Regions from separate parts of the Arabidopsis thaliana genome. Here region 2 is linked to region 1. A link is a contact called in public capture Hi-C data. All regions are on one chromosome and are shown on one strand. Each heading gives the region's core, a stretch centred on a gene start, on an enhancer-like site or on the middle of the called end of the contact. The rest is flanking DNA. Distances are from core to core; before and after follow the strand shown.

The links. Capture Hi-C pulls out chosen DNA fragments and counts their contacts.
Region 2: a capture Hi-C map of seedling shows a contact between it and region 1, with 2.0 times the contacts expected there. The contact joins the promoter of ZPR2 here to the promoter of AT3G60680 in region 1. A contact is called at or near these places in 3 of 26 Hi-C or Micro-C datasets (callus, root and vegetative nucleus) and 1 of 3 other capture datasets (seedling).

Annotation. Positions count from the first base shown.
Region 1 is chr3:22,428,404-22,431,575 of TAIR10.1, forward strand. AT3G60680 (DUF641 family protein (DUF641)) reads left to right here and starts at 1,557. Exons shown (of 1, transcript NM_115932.4): 1 at 1,557-3,172. The coding sequence starts at 1,843.
Region 2 is chr3:22,496,594-22,499,669 of TAIR10.1, forward strand. ZPR2 (binding protein) reads right to left here and starts at 1,506. Exons shown (of 3, transcript NM_001340061.1): 1 at 1,354-1,506; 2 at 725-878; 3 at 290-623. The coding sequence starts at 849. The coding sequence ends at 431. FLA10 (FASCICLIN-like arabinogalactan-protein 10) reads right to left here. Exons shown (of 1, transcript NM_115954.3): 1 at 2,699-3,076. The coding sequence ends at 2,980. It overlaps DHDPS1 (dihydrodipicolinate synthase 1), which reads left to right. Exons shown (of 3, transcript NM_180399.3): 3 at 1-104.

The DNA.
Region 1 (3,172 bases), core at 307-2,806:
ATGGTCATAAAATATCAAATGTAATGAAAAGGTACATTAAAATTTGTTCTATATATAAATTAACTTAAATATATTATTATATATATGAATATTTCACTAAAGTAAATCTAATGTAATAAATTCAGGGTGATTGTAAATATGATTTAGCAATTATACAATATCTAAATAGATTAGGTGAAGTAAAAAAGTGATAATAAATATCATTGAAGTTTAAATTGTCAGTAGTTTGTACAAAAAAACATCTAGACATTAATATTTGATAAATTTAATGGTAACAGTTCGAACATAGTCTGGTTATTCTCATCGGTTTTGAACACAAACCACTGATACTGGTCTTTATTAAGCTGACAACGCAAATTTTGAAAGTTACTTGATACTATTAAATCTTTTAGATACCTTTGATAGTCTTATGGCGTTTTCGACCGTGAGGCTTGTTCAGGATTGTCGATCAAATCTTTTTTTTTCAAATGTGTTGTTCTCCCATTTGTACTTTCTTTGACTATACCACTCACCTAACACACAAATACATGGACTCTCTATTTAGCTTATGCGGCAACTCTTGAATATGACAAAATAAAAATAAAAAAATCAAACTTGTTTGATATATTTTTAAAGATTTTGTACAATTATCTTGATCTTCGAGATATAATTTAGAATATTGTTAGTGGTTAAAAGGATCACAAAGTATTGTCAAGAAAAAAGAAAGAATTAAAGCAAGAATTTGAGAGATGAGTTTCGAAAGACATTTGTTAAACAAGAAAAATAGAAAAGATGAAAGATGAAAAAAAACACAAGTATCGTTTCTTTCTAGTGGTATATGTGAAAAAGATACAACCCTTAATTTGCGTTATGATTACACGAAAAGGAATATAGGACATAATTAATTATAAACAATTAACCACTAAAAATGTTAGCTAAAAGCATCACAAAGACGTGAAGAAAAGGGAAGAAATAAAGCAAGAATCTAGGAGATGAGTTTCGAAAGACATGTCCTTGTAAAGGTGTCTTCAAAGCCATGATTAGTCTTAGTGGGTCAATTAATAAAAGTTTTACACATTCTAATACAACAAAGAAATCAATAAAACTCTTAAATTCATTTTCTTATATCCAAATCATACAATAATGACTAACCGGACGGTTAAAATATTTCTTACTACTATTAGTATTAGTCTATTAGTTATCAGAGTATTCAAGTCTAAATGATCAAAGAAATGTTTGAAAGTGGATGCCACACTTAATTTTCGTGCCGTTCACATTTATAGATACGAGTGTTAAATATGTAACGTAGACGTAAGGTCCTGTTTAATTTTATAACCAATTTATATGTCCAATCAGTAGCAAATTACAAAACAATAATTCAACCCAAAAAGAAATGTGAAAACGTTAATTGTGTACGCACTAGAAGAAGTTAATTTCACTTAACGAAATGATATAATTACTTTGCCAATATATGTTGTCTCTGTTACACCATTTGCATAACCGGTTTAGTCGTGTCACTAACCATTATTAAACGAAATGGTATTAATCACTTGTTACCGTTAACCAAATCATCATCAAACTAAAAAAAAGTCAGCGGAAAAAAAAAAACTCTAAATGTAAAAAATAATAATACAGCGAAAAGGTAAAGGTTTTTTTTTTGTGTGCATTCGTTTCTTCCAAATGCATCCAAAGCAAAGCACCATTAAAATCCTTCAAAGCAAAAACCTTCTCTCAAGTTTTTTTGACTGTTATTAACTCTTAGGTTGGTCAATCAGAATCAAGTCTTTTTCGTTTCCCAATTCGATTTGGATTTTGTTTTCTTCTTCTTCTTCTTCTTCTTCTCGAGATTGCGTATTTTGAGCGATGCGGGAAGTGGAAACAACGGCAATCACAGCAGCTCCTCCACAATTCTCTCAAATGTTTCAGAAATTAGCCATGGCCGTCAAGACCAAGACCTACGAGTTCTTCACCGAAGACGATAATGAGAGAACCGATGCTGAGGGTTTCTCTCTTCTCGATTCCTCCGAGGATTTTATCACCGATCAGAAAGTCGTCGTTCTTAAACCCGATAAGCCTCTTCTTAGTGCTTCTTCTCCGGGATCTCCTATTGAATCTCCGGTGAACGATGTTCAGACGAAGAATTTGGGTGTGGTAAGTGTTGTTAAACCTAATCAAAAGAAGCTTTCTCAGGTTAGGAAATTGGATACACAGATGGGATTGAGTTTGATTTCTTCTGTTTTCGCTACTGCTTCGTCTTTTGAAGCTTCGTATCTTCAATTGCAAGCTGCTCACGCGCCGTTTGTTGAGGAAAATGTCAAGGCTGCTGATAGAGCTCTCGTATCTAACCTCCAGAAATTGTCTGATTTGAAGCAGTTTTATAGGAATTATCGCCAAAGTTTGGATTTTGAGTCTGATTTAGCTATTGGGTCTTGCTTAGAATCTCGTGTTCAGGAGAATCAGAGCAAGCTTAGAGCTTTGGAAACCGTCTCAAATCGTTTACAAGCTGAGATGGATGCAAAGGATTTGCAGGTTTGGAGTCTGAGGAACAAATTAGGTGAGATTCAGAAATCTACTTCCAAGTTGTCTAAGAGATTGTCTTCAAATTCATCGTTGGATGTTCTGTTATCGGTTAGGGTTTTTGAGTCTCTGTTGTATGATGCCTTTAAAGCTACTCAGAAATTCACTAAGATTCTGATTGAGTTGATGGAAAAAGCTGGGTGGGATTTGGATTTAGTGGCTAAGTCTGTTCATCCTGAGGTAGATTATGCTAAGGAGAGACATAACCGGTATGCATTGTTGTCGTATGTTTGCTTGGGGATGTTTCGTGGTTTTGATGGAGAAGGATTTGATCTAAATGAGAATGATTATGAAGAGTCTGAGAGAAGTTCTGTAGATTCTTCCTTGAGGGAATTGATGCAACATGTATCGAGTAATCCGATGGAGCTTCTTGATAGAGATAAAGATTGTGCATTCTCTAGATTTTGCGATAAGAAGTATCACGAGCTGATTCATCCGAACATGGCATCTTCGATATTCAGTAACATGGATGAAAACGAAGCTGTGTTGAGTTCTTGGAGATCTTTGAGCACATTCTATGAATCGTTTGTCACGATGGCTAGCTCGATTTGGACCCTTCACAAGTTAGCCTTGTCCTTTGATCCTGCAGTTGAGATTTTCCAAGTTGAAAGCGGAG
Region 2 (3,076 bases), core at 256-2,755, 68 kb after region 1:
AGTTATTTAGCTGATGAGAAACTCACAGATGGATCAAGACTTCTACTTGTTGTAATGTTTGGTCTGTTACTTTTGGTGATGAATCTAATGGCTTTTGCTTACTCTATCTCTCTCTCCCTCTCCTCTCTGGATGATTGTGTTTTGTCTTTGCGTGTTTGCTCTGTTGTATAAAACGACATGATGGTTGTCTGAGGTTTGGGTCGTCGGAAACATCTCTATCACGGATCGGCATATTAAGCAACGAAATTTTTTAGTTGAAAGTGATCATGGATATGTATGTTAATACTTGGTACATGAAAAAGAATAATCAAAGCTTTCATAGAAGAGTAAATCACCCATAAATCATTAGTTTGATTTTATTTTAGTACCATTAAAGGTTGGAAAAGGAAAGAAGAAGACGAGAAGAATCAATAAACAAAGTTCACGAAGATCACTGAAGCAAGGAGGTTGAAACAGGGGAGTATTTTGGGTGAAGCAGAGCAAACAGAGCATTGTTTTCATGGTGGAGAAGAAGAGCTTTCTTTTTTAAAGCTTCATTCTCTCGTATGATGCTTTGATTCTCTACGAAAAGCTTCAAGTTCCTCATCTCCATCTCCTTCTGTTCCTTCAGTAATCTTCTCCTCCTGCTTACAATGAAAAAGAAAGTACTGTTTTATATAATTCAGAAACAAAAATAGAGTCAATGTCTGAGGACGCTTGATATATGCGGAAGATGAAATTGAACCTGGTGAGATTAAGGATACGAAGATGGGTTTGTGTCTTAGATTTATGTTTGATATGGTACGAAGCAGATCTCATAGTTGGTGTGTCAGTGTCTGGGAATGGTGGCTCTGAAGTTGTCAGACACATCTTCTTGTGGTTTTATCACACAAAACGAACTGAGTAAACACAATGGAAGAGTAAGCTTTATATAGACGATCTATAAAGCTGTAGTTGTTTCTTTTGAGATAGAGAGTGATGAAGAAAGACAAGGCTTTTGAAGGTAATGATGGCAAAAGGAAACTCATGATTATAGAGGGGCCAGAGATATGCATGAGTTCAGGACGAAGATGATGAAGAAGAAGACCAAAACAGACTCTTCTCTTTCTCAGACTCTCTGTTTCTTGTTCTTGATTGAATAGTTACTGTACTAATAGTGCAAACTTAGTAGAAAACACTTGAGAGGTACATACGTAAATCGACCATACCAAATCATTCAATTTCATACTAATTGATTACTTTAGTTGTAATCAACTACAGAGAAAGATCACATGAAATTTGGACCAACTATGCATGTACTACAATTTGATTTTAAAAAGTTAATCCATAAGCACCTTTTATTTTCAAAAGAGGCTCAAAAGAAAACTCCTTTACCTTAATACCAAACCCATTTCAAAGGTCGAAGTCTTGGATTCGCGGTTTGGCATCTCGTGTTCAAACCAGGTTTCCCTCATAATTGGGGTCTAATTTTAAGGAAAAAACCTTGGTTCCAAAGAGACATATATCTTGTTCCTATGTAAAATGAAATCTAAGCATGTGATATGAATAGTAAAAAATAAATATAATTGATCTAAGGACTAGGACCACTATAAAACTCTTACTCATTTCTTGTGTTGATATTTTTTTTTGAGATGCAACCAAATTTGAAAGACAAACAAGAAAAGAAATAAAGAAGGGGGAAGAAAACTTATACTAATAAAGACTAAATTGCAAATTGTAGGAGCTAGTCAACATCCGGAATTATTATCATGCTTCAAAATGATCAAAGCTGTTATGATTCTCTACCTATATTATTTACTATTTTTAGACTAGGCATTGTCCACCACAAACAAAAAGATGAAAGTTATTCTTCATCTCATACAAGCTAAGGCATAAAAAACACAGAAGAAGGAATCATAAATAGCAAACGATTTCGTGGGTAATTTCTGGAGTTGCTACAATGATGAGTTTTGTTTTGATGCATACAAGTGGTCCATATCAAAATCACCACGCCCCTTCATTACTGCAAGATGGTACCATATGTGAATCTCTAACTAGAGTAGCACTCCCATGCATAATGCGTCTCTATCTATGATATGTAAATATTCAAATCTTTAAGCATTATACTTACATTGTCAACCACAAAAACATTATCAGCAATTCCTAGTTTCACAGATTAGGCATGAAATTTGAAGATTAAAAGAGAATCACCTAAAGGAATCTAGTTTTTCAGTTGCCAAGCATTAGAAAAAAGTGGTGAGGACTCCAGAAATTGTAGTTACGATAAGCTATGTTATCGGGGAAGGAGCTAGTTGATGTGATCCTTTGGATTTAGGCTCAGCTAGACGTTTAGATAATAGCTTGGCATCGAGTGGTTCAGACGCAACATTATCTTTCGTCTTCTTCCTTTTGACCAACATTAGACACCGTTTGAAACAATGAAAAAGGCGGGGTACTTTGAAGTCCAAACAGTCTAAAATGAGTGTCGTCTTACCAAACTAAAAACGACAGGCTGTGTTGATAACGTGGGCTCTCTTGGGCTTTGAATATAAGTTAATGGGCTTATATGAAACCTGTATTTTCTATTTTGAAAAGAAAGTTATAAAGGACGGTGTGGACCAGAAGACACTCTTCGTTTTCTCTCCACGTGGGATATCACAGGTTCAAGTTCCAACGGTCCATTTTTTTGGGTGCAAAATTCCAATGGTCCATTAATCCACGCATTTAATCTTACGACGTTGTTTAGCATAATTAATTAATTTGAAATTTAGAACAAATAAAAACGCAAGAGAACACAAACCACAAAATGGAAACTAGTCAATTAGAAGATCTCAATATTTCGACACTACTACAAACTAACACACCAAAACAAAACAATAACAATCATCCAATTCTAAATTAACTAATAAGATTAAACGTAAACCGTAACACTCTAATTCCCAGTTTTTAACAAACAGCATCACAAAGAAATAAAAACTCGTCGAAGGAAGACAATGGCAGTCTTCGTAATTAAGGTTTTGTTTATAACAAGAGAGATGTGGCGGCAATAGTGACCAATGCGGTGAACAACGCAGGAGCGTTAACGTGAAACGCCGCGTTTTTCGCATTACTGTTCTCT